4 separate regions of the Mus musculus genome follow, and all the other regions are linked to region 1. Evidence: chromatin contacts called from public HiChIP or PLAC-seq and Micro-C data. All regions are on one chromosome and are shown on one strand. The core of a region is the stretch at or near the end of the contact, and the rest is flanking DNA. Distances in the headings are between cores, read along the strand shown.

Region 1 (3,488 bases), core at 489-2,988:
GGCCATCACATAAGATTATACTGGGGTTTTTTTGTTTTATTGTGTTTAATTTATTATGAGTGTTCATGTGCCCACATGCGTTTATGTGCACCGTGTGCATTCAGGTGCCTGTGGAGGAGACGAGGGATGTTTGATCTGCTGAAACTAGAGTTATGGGTGACTGCGAGCTGCTGGCAGCGGATAATGGAACCAACTTAGGATCCTCTGGAAAAGCAGCAAGTGCTCTTAACTATTATACCACCTCTCCAGCTCTGCTCATTTTGTCTTCAGCTGTTTTAACTTTAAGTTTGGCTATTTCCCCCATAGAACACTAATATAGGGAGTGAGCAAAAAGCAGTATTTGTGTGTGTGTGTGTGTGTGTGTGTCTTATGGTGATACATTTCATAGAGAAAACTGGAGTGGGGTATCTGAGAAGGGATGTCTTGGGGGGGATGAATGGGGTTGAAAGGGAGGCCTCTGAGGAAAGAAATGGAGGGAAAAGGGTAGTCTCTGAGCCATGATGTGACTGAACAGTTAAGAAGACTGTCCCAGGCAGGGAGCATAGCAAGTGCTAAGGCCCCGTAGCAGGAGTTTTCCAAGCATTTGTGTGAGCCAAGTAAGGCACCACATATAGAGAGACTTTTGTGATGGAAAGGCTAACAGGAGTCGAGTATGGAAATATATCTCCTAAATTTCACCTAATTTACTTTCATTCTTTCAAACGTGTAGCAGAAGTTACGGAATGTGATCGCTAATCAAGTCATTTGATACTACCCAGCCGGCACACATCAAGATGTTTATAGGAGAATAAAAGCAGGTTGACACATCCACCTCATTTTTTTTTCTTTCAGTTCATGTTTGAAGACTCCTCCCAAGAACTAAGAGTACGTCTCATAATTGGTTTACTCATAATCACCCGGCGAGGTAGTTACGACTTCCACGCATTTTTGTCATGGTTTAATGCTGCTTTCCAAGGTGTTTCAGGCAGTCCACGGCATTTTACAGCTGGCAGAACATTTTGGAGAAGCGTAAGTCATTTGGCCCTTTCTGGATGCCTTGGAAAAAGCTCTTGTGGACTTCAGTTGGGGTGTCTATGGCTGTGATAAAACAGCATGACCAGAAGCAACTGGAGGAGGCAAGGGCTTATGTGGTTTATGCACAGTCCGCCGCAAAGGGAAGTAAGAACAGGAACTCAAGGCAGTTACCTGGAATCAGGAACTGAAGCAGACGCCATGGAGGAATGCTGCTCGCTGGCTTGCTTCTCATGGGATTTTAACCTTCCACCTAGGGCCCTGCTGGCTTCCTTCTCACAGGCAACAGCTTCTGGGACAGGAGATAAAGAGTAAGCTCCTCCAGCCGGAGCAGCGATGCTTGTAGATCCACGCGAGGCGCTTTCTTATACCCACCAGCACTACCTGCCCAACGCTGGCACAACCCACAGTCATTAATCAAGAAAATGCTGGACAGACTTATTAATAGGGTATTTTATGAGGGGTTTTTTTTTTAAGTCAAAATTCCCTCCTAAATATATCAAGGTTGTGTCAAGTTGACAAAGACCAACCAGGACAGCAGCATCTTTTCTACTCTGACATCTTTCTACCTACATTGGGCAGCGGACCAAAGTTGAGAGACTTAGACTGCTCATTGTCTCAGGCTCTTGTGGAGATTAGAGGATCCTAAGGGCAACAGGACTCCTCTTGCCCCCGCGTAGCTGCCTTTCCAGAGAAGGCCACCAGGGGACTCCGCTCTGAGCCGGTGAGTTGCAGTGGCGCCCGGGCGAGCTGCGCGGCGCGCTGGGTGCATGTGGGGGCCGCACCAGAGCCGTGGTCGCTGCATCTGGAGTCACGCGTGCTGGTCAGAAACCCCTCGCGTGAATCTGCAAGCATCGCTGCTCTGGCTGGAGGAGCTCACTCTTTTTCTCCGGCTCCAGAAACTGCTGCCGGCGTGAAGGAAACCAGCAGGGCCCTAGGCAGAAGGTTAAAACCCCACGGTAAGAGATCCTTCCAAGAGTGGTGTGGAGGCGCAGTCGCAGCTTCCCGCTTCGGATTGTGTCCTGGAGGGCCGAGGTGCGGGGCACACCTAGGGAGGATCAGTCGTGCGGACCCCAGTCCTCACCCCTCCTCCGCGAGCTTCCGGGGTTGGAGTCTGGTTTAGGCAGTACGGGCTTCTTGGCTTTCCTCTGCCTCCGGGTACGCACTTCCCGGGCTGGAATGTGAGTCCAGTTCCCACCCAGGGGGTCTGTGGCTTTGATCTGAAATACACCCCCTCCCTCCCCCTAAAGGGTGCAGATCTCACCCGGGACCCATTCTGAATCTCAGATGCGGGTGGGGTGCGCGTCGGCCTGAAGCGGCGGGAAGAGAAACTTTTACAAAGTGCATCTAAACAGGGCAACGCTCCTGGATCCCAGAGCAGGCTCGGCGTGGGGCTGTGTAGGGAGGGCTACAGCGCAGTCTCGATTTGTCCTCCCTGGCTACCTATGCCTCATCAAGGGAGGTATTAAGAATAAGTAAATTTTGCTCAACTTTTGGACCAACAACTGTCAAACATCTGGGATCGTTGCTCCTCCCTTTTCTGCACCGGAGAAGGTGAAAACTAAACTTTCCCTTCATTTCTCCTCCCCACCACTGGACCCCCAGGATGGGGTTGTTAATGGTAAAGAGCGGTTCCCGCCTCCTGGAGCGTGGCAGAGGCTCTAGACCACTCAGATTTCTTCCAGCCCCCTTTCAGACCCTCTGCAAGTCTTCCCCGCAGAGACGGGGCGACAGAGCCATTCTCCTGTAACCCAGTGAATGGCCTTTTGTTTCTCTGCGGTTCCACTATTGTTGCGCCTCTTAACATCTGGTGGGGCTCCAGCGGGGAAGGAAGTCCCTTTCGCCGCTCGCGGGGCCTTTCACGCTGGCCTTTGCGCAGGCTCGAGTCCGGGATCCCCGCTGGGGAAGGACAGAGTTCGGGACCTGGCTAGGCCGCCCCACCCGGGGCTTGTGGTTAGAGGGCGGAGGGAAAGTTGTTCCTGAGCCCGCCTCCTAGGCTGCTTGTGGCCCAGGGCGCATTTCTCAGATCTTATCCCCAGCGAATCTGAAACGAGAGATTGGAGGCAAAGTTCTCGAAAGCTAGGAGATCTGCGAGAGGGTCCAAAGGACTTTCAGAGGCGAGCTAAACGCATATGGAGGGCCCACAACCCGGGCGATGGCCGGAGACAGGGCACCTCATCTCTACGGAAAGTTCAGGGGTGGCAAAATTTTAAGGGCAGGCAGGCCATTGACCACAAAAGAGTGGAGACTAAAGCTAACCTGGGAAGGCTAAAGACTTTGCCTGGAAATGGTGGTGTCGTGATTCGCTGTGAAATGTTCGTGGGCTTCTGACTTCACCTAAGGCTCCAAGTTTAAGACCCAAATTTTTCGCCGCGATGCAGAAAAAGCAAGCCATGACTACGCAGTCCAAATGGCAGATGCGGCCAGAGCACTGTTTTGGTTTTCATCTGCCCGAGAACAGGTGGCTTGGGGTAGCC
Region 2 (3,488 bases), core at 553-3,052, 250 kb after region 1:
AGTTTTCTGTTCAGAAAGTTGTTGCCTATGCCAACGTGTTCGAGGTTAGCTCCCGCTCTGTCTTCTATCAGGTTTTGTGTATCTGGATTTATGTTGAGATTATTAATCAACTTGAACTTGAGTTTTGTGCAGGGTGATAAGTATGGATCTATTTGCATTCTTCTACATGCAGACATCTAGTTTGACGAGCATCATTTGTTGATGATGCTGTCTTTTTTCCAGTGTGCATTTCTGACTCCTTTATCAAAAATCAAGTGTCTATAGGTGTATAGATTCAGGTCTGGGTCTTCAATTTGATTCCATTGATCAACATGTCTGTTTTTATGCCAATACCATGTGGTTTTCATTACTATAGCTAACTAGTACAACTTGAAATTGGTAATGGTGGAACATCCAACAGTTCTTTTTTTGCTCAGGGTTGTTTTATCTATTCTGAGTTTATTGCTTTTCTGTATGAAGTTGAGCATTTTCCACTCCACATCTGTGAAGAATGGTGTTGTAGTTTTGATGGTAATTGCATTGAATCTGTAGATTGCTTTTGGGGGTGGGGAATAAAATATTTATCTCTTTGGCTTTGCAGAAGTGTTATGAGTTTCATCTGTCAGTCGTTGCCCTGGATCCCTGGGCAAATGGAGTCCTCTTCAGAAAGTCTATTCACAGACCTACACTCTGTAGGGTTCTGCCTGTATTTTCTAACACTTTCAGTGTCTCGGGTTTCACATTTAGGTCTTTGATCCATCTAGAGTTACTTTTGTGTCAGGTGATAGAAGCATGTCCAATTTCATTTTTCTATACTTGGGACTCCAGTTTTCCTGGCACCATTTGTCCAAAATGTGGTCTTTTCTCTGCTGTGTCATTCTCAGTCATTGTAATCAATGAGAGACCCTGGCAGGGGTTGTGCACAGCCCTGGGAGTGCGGGGTGGGACTGAGCATGTGCAAAGGCAGGGAATGACTGGAATTCTTCTCTATCATATGCTGAATTTTGTGGTAGATCTTGAAATCTTTAAGATGCAAAAGTAGAGCCCTAATAAGCAAAACACACCAAAGACCAGCCAGCTTCTAATTCTACCCGAACGTCCTGTTTCATTTGTTACTCTTTCTGTGTGGATGAGAATGTGGCGTGACATAGGTCCCCAGGAAAACCCGACTGAACAGAAAACTGTGTGTTGTATGTGAGAAAGAAACCAAACCAAACCAAAAACAAAGAGACAGGCAGCAGGAGAACCTGTGATAAATGTAGGTGAATTTGCCTGAAATTTCTTAACCAAAGTATAATTTTCATTGTAATATTATCCATATAGCCTGTAACTTTTTTTTTTTTTAAAGAACTACCAAACATCTGCAGCTCTTCACATATACTGCAACGGAAAGAAGAAAGCTGTAGAAGTCACCTGCCCAGGCTTCTGGAGCTAGTGACAGGTGGAGGCTAACAGCTCCTGCTTTTACTTCTGGAGTTCACTAAACATCACCAGCTGTGGAACTGGGCAAGGAAAATGTCCTCCTTAGGGGGCTTGAGCTGGCAGTTGTCAGCAGGAGAGGAACAGACAGAGTTGTCTGTCACTGATCTCTGCTAGTCTGTCCTCTCTCATAAATTCACTGCTTAAGTGGCACTTTGTTGTGAATAGCCCTGGGGCTGATTATATTTGATGTTAATTCCATTCTCCAGTGCGTGGTTGTGAACAAGGAATGAGTCAGCACTCAGGTGATTTCCTGTAAACCTGCTTCCCACCTTAATTTGTAAAATAAAGGAGAGCTGTAGATTGGGCAGATAAAAGGGAAAGTGGATCTTTGGTGAAGTTTAGCTGGCTGTAATTCCACATACAAAGTTAAGGTTGGATTCCGGGCTGAGGCTGGGGTTACGATTGTAGCTAATTGGGTTTGGGGATAGAGTTGGCTTTGGTGCCTGGGTTGTGGTTGTGTTAAGTGTAGGGGTGGGTGGGTTTGAGGTTGGTGTTACGGTTAGGGTATGGGTAGGCATTTGGGTTAGGTTTGAAGTTGGTATTGGAGACTGGGTTGGGCATAGGGTGGGGGCAAGTCTTGGGATGGGCTTGAGGTTATGTTTAGAATTGTGCTTGGGTGTGGAGATGGCCAGGGGTGGGATGGGGTTTAGGGATGTGCTGTTGGAGTTGGGGTTAGAGTAGAGTCGGAGATGGTGTTAGAGTTGGGATTGTGTTGGCTTGGATGTGAGATTGGGGTTGGTATTAAACTCGGGGTTGGGGTAGGGATTGTGGATAGCACTGGGGTTAGGGTTATAGTCGTGCTTGATATTGGGGTAGAATTGAGGCAGGGGATTGCTTGAAGTTAAATTGGAGTTGTGTTTGGTGTTGTCAGGTGTGCTGTCTGATTCTTATGTCAACTTGACCCAGGCTAGAGTCATCTGAGAGGGAGGAACCCCAATTAAGAAAAATACCTCCATAAAACTTGGCTGTAGGTAAGCCTATATATAGAGCATTTTCTTAATTAATGAAATAGCCAAGGAACAAGCAAGGCAATAAACAAGGTCCTGTGATCACTCCCAAGGTCACTGTTTCTAAGGACAGTTTCTCTTCAGGGTGGCCAAGTTATCTTAGCCTACTTCACTGTCTTAGCCCAAAGTCATATTCATGCCTAAAGCCTACTTCTTTGTACTAGCCTAAAGTAAGATTCCTCCCTGAACTTTCTTCCCTGTTCTAGCCTAAAATCAGATTCCTGCCTGAGCTTACTTCCTCGTCCTGGCCCGATGTCAGATTCCTGCCAAGGGGCCCCAAAAGCTTTCCACAAAACTTTGTGTGTGAATTGATCCGGAGCAAAGTCTGTTAGTGTCATCTACCACTGTACCTAGCAGTGGAGACCAGTCTGGCTACGTACGATGTTTCCTCCTAATGGTCACAGCGTCAACTTGGCCGATCAGGATGATCATGGGGATGATGCCCCATTACAACCTGAGCATCCTTTCAATTCCCCCTAAACATAGGATGATCTGGGGCTGGAGAAATGAATGGCTCAGTGGTTAAGGCACTGACTGCTCTTCCAAAGGTCCTGAGTTCAAATCCCAGAAACCACATGGTGGCTCATAACCACCTGTCATGAGATCAGACGTCCTCTTCTGGTGCGTCTGAAGTCAGCTACCCTAAGTCCCAGAAACTAGGCCTTAAGACAGCAGCTCCAGGGACAGACCATAAAATCCAGAAAAAGATCATAAAACCCCCTCCCAAAGAACAGCCTGGGGACAACCTCAAGAATGGGGAAATAGCTTATCTCATAATAGGCCATCTTCTAAGGGCAGTCCTATTTTATCACATGATATAGGAATGCAGACCACCGATCACCTGTGACCCTCACCCCCAGTACCCACCAATGAGATTTTAGATTACCTAATCCTTCTAGAGAGCTGCCCCATAAAATGTTCTTCCCTATAAGAAGGCCTGTGTGCCTCTGTCTGGGGTCTAGAGAATGGTTGCTCCCAGCATGCTGGATTTTTCTGAAGAATAAATGTTCTTTATTTTTG
Region 3 (3,488 bases), core at 407-2,906, 150 kb after region 1:
AATTACAGCCTCAGCTGCAGAGTGAGTTTGAAACCACCCCGGCTACATAAGATCCAGAGATGGAAGTCGGGAGGGAAAAGGGAAATGGAAGAAAAAGAAGAAGAAGAGGAAGAAGAGGAGGAGGGAGGGAAAGAAGAAAAAGAAGAGGAGGAAGGAAGGAAGGGAGGAAGGAAGGAAGGAAGGAAGGAAGAAAGGAAGGAAGGAAGGACATTCATAGAGTTTTACAAATCATGGTACCATTGATGATAATAAAGGCTTTAAATGAAGGGTTATTCATTTTCTTATTCATCACTGTTCTTACACTGTGTTTAATGGTGCCATCTAATTTCAGATTTTTTTTTTTTTTTTAGCAAGCATGTTTAGTCTAGAGATCCCCATCAAATGACAGTGATTCATTTTCCCGGGCTCGGAATTGTGTTTTAGGTACCCCAAAGCAACTCTGTTATATTTTGCTGCTACTTCCAGATTATGGAGAGGCCAGCACAAGCATCTGTCTTGTTGTGGCAGCCTTAGGCAGCTGTGAAATTACAGGTGTGTTGAATTTACAAGCCTGGGTAGAGACCAGAGCTCCTGCTTTCCCCCGTGACCATCCAACAGGAGTGAGATTACAGAGGAGAGCGCTGAGATGGGGGATGTAACAAGAGTTGTGAGCTGATACTTTGTCAGCTACCTCTGCTTCTGGAAAAGATAAGCTGCTGTCTTCCTTCACAATGTAATTCCTGTAGCTAATAAAATATCCGTGGAACTCAGGCTGACTGAGCCTTCAGGGCTATCAAGAATGTGATGACAACCAGCTCAGGGCTGCCTGTGACCCTTGTGTGCTACGTGCATAGATTTTGAAATTCCTTTCAAAAGAGCTTCCATGTGGCGAGTCTTTCAAAGGATAGAAAATTTCTGGTATTTACACAGTCTGGGAACTGAAAAGAAATAAATTCTTCATGCTGCTTTCGAGAAGGACGGAGGTGCCGTCAGTGAAGCAATTCCTTCACTCTGTTTTAGCTCCCAGTTTGACAAGCGTTCCTTCCAGACCTGGCGCCCACATGACTAACTGCTGCTATCAGACATTTCCTCTGCCCTTGATGAATTATTCTTCACTGATGTGTCTGTAAGAATGGTGAGATTACTAAACAGTAGCTAAATGAATCAGGTGCTTAGCACAACAACAGTACTGAAAACGGCTTATTGGATCAGCAGTTACCACAACAAAGTGACTTAACAAGTGGCTGGACGTGTGTGTACCTCTCCTTTTATCTGAGTACTTTCCCTTCCGTTGTAAGTACAGTGGATGTTGCTGCTTTGCAGGTGAAGATATATAAATTAAAATGGCCCCCACCCAGTGTAACAAATGAGGTGGGAATGGGCAAGCACTCCAACCTTGGACTCATTCTTGGGTGTCACCACACTGTGAGCATTTGCACACTTGAGGAAAGGCCACGGGTTGGATGAGACTTCCTTGCACATGTTTGTGAAGACACCCAGGTATCCACACAGCTCATGGGGTTCAAACCTCCCCAGACATGTCTGAGAACCGTCTTCATCTGCCGTGCATAGGCACAAGGCACACTTCTCTGAGATGTTTGATGGGTAGCATCCACCCCTTTGAGTGCGAGGCTTTCATCCCGGCAGCTGCAAGTAGGTGCTTGAGGGCGTGCCAGGCCTGGCCAGCTCTTGTGCTCGCTCAAAAGGGTTCAGGCAGCAATTAACTCAAAGTGTGTCTCCTGTGCCAGAACCCATTAGGACAATCAATATTGGCTTCTGTCTTTGCATGCTTAATAAGAGCCCTGCTCCTGGACCTGACCTGCAGAAAATACCTTCAGAAATTCCCAAAGGTTTTACAGACATCAATAAATTAAGCATCCACACAGCACCCCCGCACAAGGTAACAGAGGGTAATTCTTAAGTCAAGGAGAGAGTTAGCTTGAGAGGGTAGTTGGGCAGATAAAGGACTCCACACTTTCAACATGTCACCACCCCCACACCTTAGGAGACCTCTTATAGGACTATTGTAAAACCTGAAGCATACAGTTTTAAAACCACTGATCCTTCCTTGCTGACCTTCTTTGTTTGATTGGCACTGTAGCTCATAGTGTATATTCCTGGACCTGGACCTGACCTAGCATGGGCTGGCATGCCAGAGGGCCATCTCTCACTACATATTCACATTTATTTTATTTTTTTTTTTTTTAGGTTTAATCATGACTTGGGGAAGCAAGGTCCAGGGACTTTTCTCAGTCTTGACTTTCCTTAGCTCAGGTAGGAGGAGCCAAGGAGTTGTCAGTCTGAGTCAGCATAAAGGTGCTCATAACATGCATTGATTTATTAGGTGTTTTTTGGTCTGCCTTAAGCTATGGGAGTGGAGGGGAGCTGAGGGAGGGCTTGGCACAGCTCTCCTGAACACCATATATCCTTCTTAGCTTCTGGGAGCAACAGTGAATCAGGGCACTGGGAATAACTGACTTGGGCACACTTGATATTATGTTGCTCCTGGGGCTTTAGTCACAGAAGTGTAGAAAGAGGATTGGCCTGGAATCTGAAGCAAGTGAGGATCCCGCACAGCTGTGTGAGGGGCTGGCTGCCTAGACATTTTTCTTTTTTCTTTCCTGATTTTATTTTTGTCGTTGTTTCTTTTCTGACTCATAATCACACTGTAATGCAACCCAGGAACCTCCCAGACATTGACCTTGGCAGCAGCACAATAGCAACGGATAACATGTACAGAGCTGAAGAGATGCAGAAAGCTAACATAACTGTGCTCAAGGCTCCAAAGCTGAAATGAGAGTGACGGAATTATAAGCACAAGGCGTGTATGTGTGTGCATGCATGTGTGTGTGTGTGCATGTATGTGTGCAGGGTAGAATGATATGCATGCAGAGAGGTTAAGCCTGAGGACTCTAACCTCAGAGAGGACTCTAGCCCAGGGAAGATGTTTAGCAGTCCTTGGGTGGGCATGGGATGTGTGGCAATACTGAATGGCCACAGCCACCCACCTAAGTTGGGGGTCATAAAATGATACATTAATTTGTCCCTTATTGCCTCAGCCAAGAGGTTGCAAATTTAACGTTGTCAAGTTGAACATTGGTTGTTGGTGGGCGGGAGGGAGAAAGGTGTCTGCCCCGTGCCTCTAGCCAGTTCAGCGGCGTCTTGGTGCTATAATAAAGGATCTGAGGCACCTTCATCCCAGCCACTGTCTGCACCGCCAGCTGAAAAACCCGGAAGAGAGAAGCTGACTGAGTCTGGTGAAAGTTCACCAGACTATAAGCCTAGAAGGGGTAGCAAACCGCAATTCCTTCCTGAACTTCTAGCTGTAAACAGGTGGCTCTAGCTGTCTTACTCATAGGTTAAATTCAACTCCCTTGGGCTATTTAAAAAAAGAAGGTATCTTTTGTAACTAGCTTATTTCTTCTGGCCTTTTTCAACTGAGAGAGGGAAGGGGTGAAGAGATAGAGCAGGGAGACAAGGGGGAGGTGGAAAGAGGAGAGATACACTAC
Region 4 (3,488 bases), core at 288-2,787, 150 kb before region 1:
AATTGCTTGGGGGAAAGAAGCTGTCAGTAGAAAGTATAAGAGTGGAAAGGAGATAGTTAGCATACTTTAAAAATAGATTTTTATATTTTCCAATCATCCTCCAAAGACACGGTATTTGGGTCAGAGAAGTGATTTCCCCAACCATCCTTCCAGTCATGCTGGACTTCTGGTGGGCATCCCATAGAAATAAAAGAGCACTATAAGGTGCAATTGAAATTGTATAAGTATCTTAGAGGTTATAGAGTAGTAACGGGAACAATTATGAGCTACATGGTGGGATAGGATGCCAGAGGATGGGCTAAAGTTAAGAGGATTTTAAAGGGAGCCATAAGACCAGAGAGGTACACAGAATCTGATCAGTGGAAATGCCAGGCCTACACATAGGGACTCTCAAATGTGGACACTGTATTAGTTTCCTATCATGCTTTAACAAATTTAGTGCCTTAAAACCACTCAAATGTATCACCTCATAGTTCCTAATGTCACCAGGTATGCTGATAAAGACACCTCCTAGGGTATCCCCTGTCAGACCAAGTTCTGGACAAGTGCACTGCCTACTATAGATCATACAGAAGGGCTAACTAGAAAGTTCATCTGACTCGTTGGGCAAGTTCATTTTTGTGGAATTATGGAGCTGAAGCCCCTGAGCCTTGGCCACTGTATACTTGGAAAAGGTGGTCCTGTTGCAAACACTCTTTCTCCTGAGTTTTTGCTTCTTTTTCTCTTTCCTTTCTAGCAACCAACATAGAGCTTCTTTCGTGATAGATGTTCATCTGAATTCTTCATCTCTGCCACTTCCGAGTCCTTCAGAAATGTCTGTTTCTCAGTGCTCTTGCATTTGGACTCTACTCATGCAGATGATTCAGTCACTCTCCTATAGTAAGGCTTTATCTTTGACTACATCTGCAAAGCCTCTTTGGCCAAATCAAATATTACAGCAACACACTATCGTATACGTAGTTCATAGGGGCCAAAATCCTTCACAGCACCAGCACGGTGGTTTCTAGAGACCTGGTGCACAGATAATCTGTAAAAGAATATGGCTGCCAAAATATCCAAAGAGTTATTAGTGAGAGAAAAAATAGCATGCAAAAGAGACTGTCTGTTCAGAAGTTAATAGAATCAGCTTGACTTGTCTCTGAAAGACTGGGTCCTTTAAAGTAATGCACAAGTTAACAGGAAGAATATGTATCTTAAAGTTAAAAAAATATAAGAAAACAGTGGGGGTAGATTCACTGCTAAAAATAACTAATTTCTTATTTTGTGGTGACAGGTACTCCATAATCTTAAACATGACTTTGTGTATGCGTGTGTGTGTCTGTGTGTGTGTGTATCTGTGTGTGTGTGCGCGCAAAGAGTGTACTTACACATGCATAATGTGGTAGAAGAAGAATGTGTGTGACATGATGTCCCACTGCCACAGACTTTTCCAACAGAGCAATTGCCAACTGTTGTCACAGCTCTCAACCCTACTTTGACATCACAGTCTGCAAATTATAACCTATGCACAGACACAGCTCACTGGTTCTGGCTCATTCATTTTCTTATGCAATAAAATCATTTCCCAGCATGAATGCAATTGCATGAGAGTTGCTTCATAGTGAGAACCATCCAGCTTCATGGGATTCATCCAAGTAGAAATAAAGTCAGAATGTTGTAATCTTTTTAGTTGATATTTAAAGGACCAGACTTCTTCATATCTCCTGACTGTCAAAGTAACTTGACAGGTATAGAACGTTTTTATTCCTACAGATACCTAAAATTGATCTTATGAATGGTGACTTGTATTTTAGAACTGTGCTAATGACAACAATCCAAATCATTAACAAATGGACTGTGTTTTCCTCTGGAAATGAATTCTCGCCATACTGAGTGACAAATTCGCTTGTAATTACAAGGGCTCAGGCGGTGTGTCCTAGGCTCCATTTAGAATCTACTTCAGTTTTGAGCAGCCGCTCCCTGCAAGGTTTCCTCTTTTCTTTATATATATCCTTTGGGAAAACACAATTTTAGCTCAGGCTCCAGCTTTCCATGCTTTCCCCCCTGTCTCCAGTGACAGGGAATTACCATGGAAGACTAACACAGGGCTTTAGGATGGCATCCGAAGCCCGTGGTTTCTGTTCTGTCCTCCAGAGCTTTTCCTCTTGCTGTAATCGAACGGAAGACTCAAAAGCTCATACAGGCATGTACACCCCACATGACTGTCTTTCGAATTAAAATTGTTAAAGAAAAATTTTCCTCACACTTTATCGCCACAAACTACAGCCATAAATAAAGTACAACACAGAGTATTTACTTATAAAGCTGGATTTAGTACATAAAACACAGCTCTTTGTATAGCAAACAAGAACTTTAATCACTTTAAGTCACTTTACCACCTGGGTAGAAAATGAATTCAGTAAAGATATGATCAGCTTTTACATAAAACCTGCCAAATGGAGGCTCTGTGGTAGGAAACTGTAACCTTTAACAGAGTTTAACAATCTGCAATGAACTCTTATTTTATTTTTCATCCTCTGTTCTACATTTTGCTTCATGAATTATCAGCCCCAGACACTTTTTCAATGACAATAATTTCATCAAAGGTATCTTAATATAAACTATATTCAAATTCATTGAGAGTCATGTATCACTTGTACAGCCTCTTTCTTCTTGACATGATTTTCAAATATTGCTTGCATCCAGTCTTTCGTTCCTGCACATCCTCAAATTCATACTACAGCCGTTATAGACACAGCTAATTTACATATAGATTAAAAATTACCTAGAAGCCCATTCACACACTGATGAGTTAAAGACAAAGCAAGTCAAAGTTGTTGGCTGATTTTCATTACATCTGAATATTATGACATATTAAGCCAGTCAAAATACAGGCTTCAAATCCACAGCTTAAGTTGAGTTTTAAAACTCTGCAGCTCTTCGGAGAGCCAAATACAGATACATTTCTAAATGTTGCGATAGCTCTTGACTCGCTATCCTTTAAAATGACTTATCTCTGTTGATTCTTTATATCTAATCCCCAAATTATTAAACGTATTTGCTTTAAATCAAATAAGCTAGCAAGCCATTGGCGGCCTAGACAATTTTAATTAGAATTGAGAAAAGAGTATCCTTTCAAACTGACTAAAAATTTGAAGTTCAACTACTTACTTTCCTAGATCTGTTCTGTCTGTCTGTCTGCCTGTCTGTCCATCTACCAAATAATAGGGAAACATAAATGATATCTGCCTAACAGAGCAGACTGCTCAACATCTAGTGAGCAGAAGTCCACTCCTAATGACCTGTTATTCAATTGCCTGCCATGCCCAGCTTTTCCTTCGTTTACCCATTATGATCTCTACTTGAAAAGGAAGGTAAGGGCAGCCATATTAAAACTATATCACCCTTCCAGTGCAGGCTACAGCATTGGAGAAAAAAAAATAGACAGCTTTCTCCTGGATCTGTCAGTCCAATGGCCTGTCTCTTAAGTGGATTCTCTTTCTTGAAAA

Evidence for each region. A called contact is a pair of places that touch in the nucleus more often than the background predicts. HiChIP or PLAC-seq counts read pairs in DNA pulled down with a chosen protein or histone mark.
Region 2: a contact with region 1 is called in an H3K4me3 HiChIP or PLAC-seq map of bone marrow-derived macrophages, with 3 times the contacts expected there. The contact joins the promoter of Platr9 here to the promoter of Mob3b in region 1. A contact is called at or near these places in 4 of 39 promoter capture datasets (the 3T3-L1 cell line, liver, pre-B cells and 1 more), 1 of 484 Hi-C or Micro-C datasets (embryonic stem cells), 5 of 115 datasets of contacts at active chromatin or transcription factors (bone marrow-derived macrophages, embryonic stem cells and stem cell-derived neural progenitor cells) and 2 of 9 other capture datasets (adipose tissue and liver).
Region 3: a contact with region 1 is called in an H3K27ac HiChIP or PLAC-seq map of hepatocytes, with 4 times the contacts expected there. The contact joins the enhancer-like site here to the promoter of Mob3b in region 1. A contact is called at or near these places in 8 of 39 promoter capture datasets (the C10 cell line, cranial neural crest, hippocampal neurons and 4 more), 2 of 15 datasets of contacts at CTCF or cohesin (the NIH/3T3 cell line and embryonic stem cells), 17 of 484 Hi-C or Micro-C datasets (CD4 T cells, CD8 T cells, the HL-1 cell line and 10 more), 42 of 115 datasets of contacts at active chromatin or transcription factors (the 230-238 cell line, CD8 T cells, DN3 thymocytes and 29 more) and 4 of 9 other capture datasets (adipose tissue, embryonic stem cells, liver and 1 more).
Region 4: a Micro-C map of brown adipocytes shows a contact between it and region 1, with 4 times the contacts expected there. The contact joins the enhancer-like site here to the promoter of Mob3b in region 1. A contact is called at or near these places in 3 of 39 promoter capture datasets (embryonic stem cells and liver), 4 of 484 Hi-C or Micro-C datasets (brown adipocytes, embryonic stem cells and liver) and 2 of 115 datasets of contacts at active chromatin or transcription factors (embryonic stem cells and microglia).

What each region holds. Positions count from the first base shown.
Region 1 is chr4:35,155,734-35,159,221 of GRCm38.p6, reverse strand. Mob3b (MOB kinase activator 3B) reads left to right here and starts at 1,738. Exons shown (of 4, transcript NM_178061.5): 1 at 1,738-1,970.
Region 2 is chr4:34,909,795-34,913,282 of GRCm38.p6, reverse strand. It overlaps Platr9 (pluripotency associated transcript 9), which reads left to right and starts at 1,802. Exons shown (of 3, transcript NR_040652.1): 1 at 1,802-1,832; 2 at 2,333-2,432; 3 at 2,675-3,488.
Region 3 is chr4:35,004,424-35,007,911 of GRCm38.p6, reverse strand. All of the region lies in intron 2 of Mob3b (MOB kinase activator 3B), which reads left to right. Among named protein-coding and RNA genes, the nearest start is that of Gm33620, 14 kb to the right of the region's middle. Within about 2 kb of position 1,656, at least 71 of the 459 cell types and tissues checked have an H3K27ac peak or open chromatin away from gene starts, as enhancers often do. A contact at or near this core is called in the SCID.adh cell line, Sertoli cells, Th17 cells and 8 more, where this site is marked.
Region 4 is chr4:35,303,475-35,306,962 of GRCm38.p6, reverse strand. No RefSeq gene overlaps it. Among named protein-coding and RNA genes, the nearest start is that of Gm33672, 24 kb to the left of the region's middle. Within about 2 kb of position 1,537, at least 9 of the 459 cell types and tissues checked have an H3K27ac peak or open chromatin away from gene starts, as enhancers often do. A contact at or near this core is called in brown adipocytes, where this site is marked.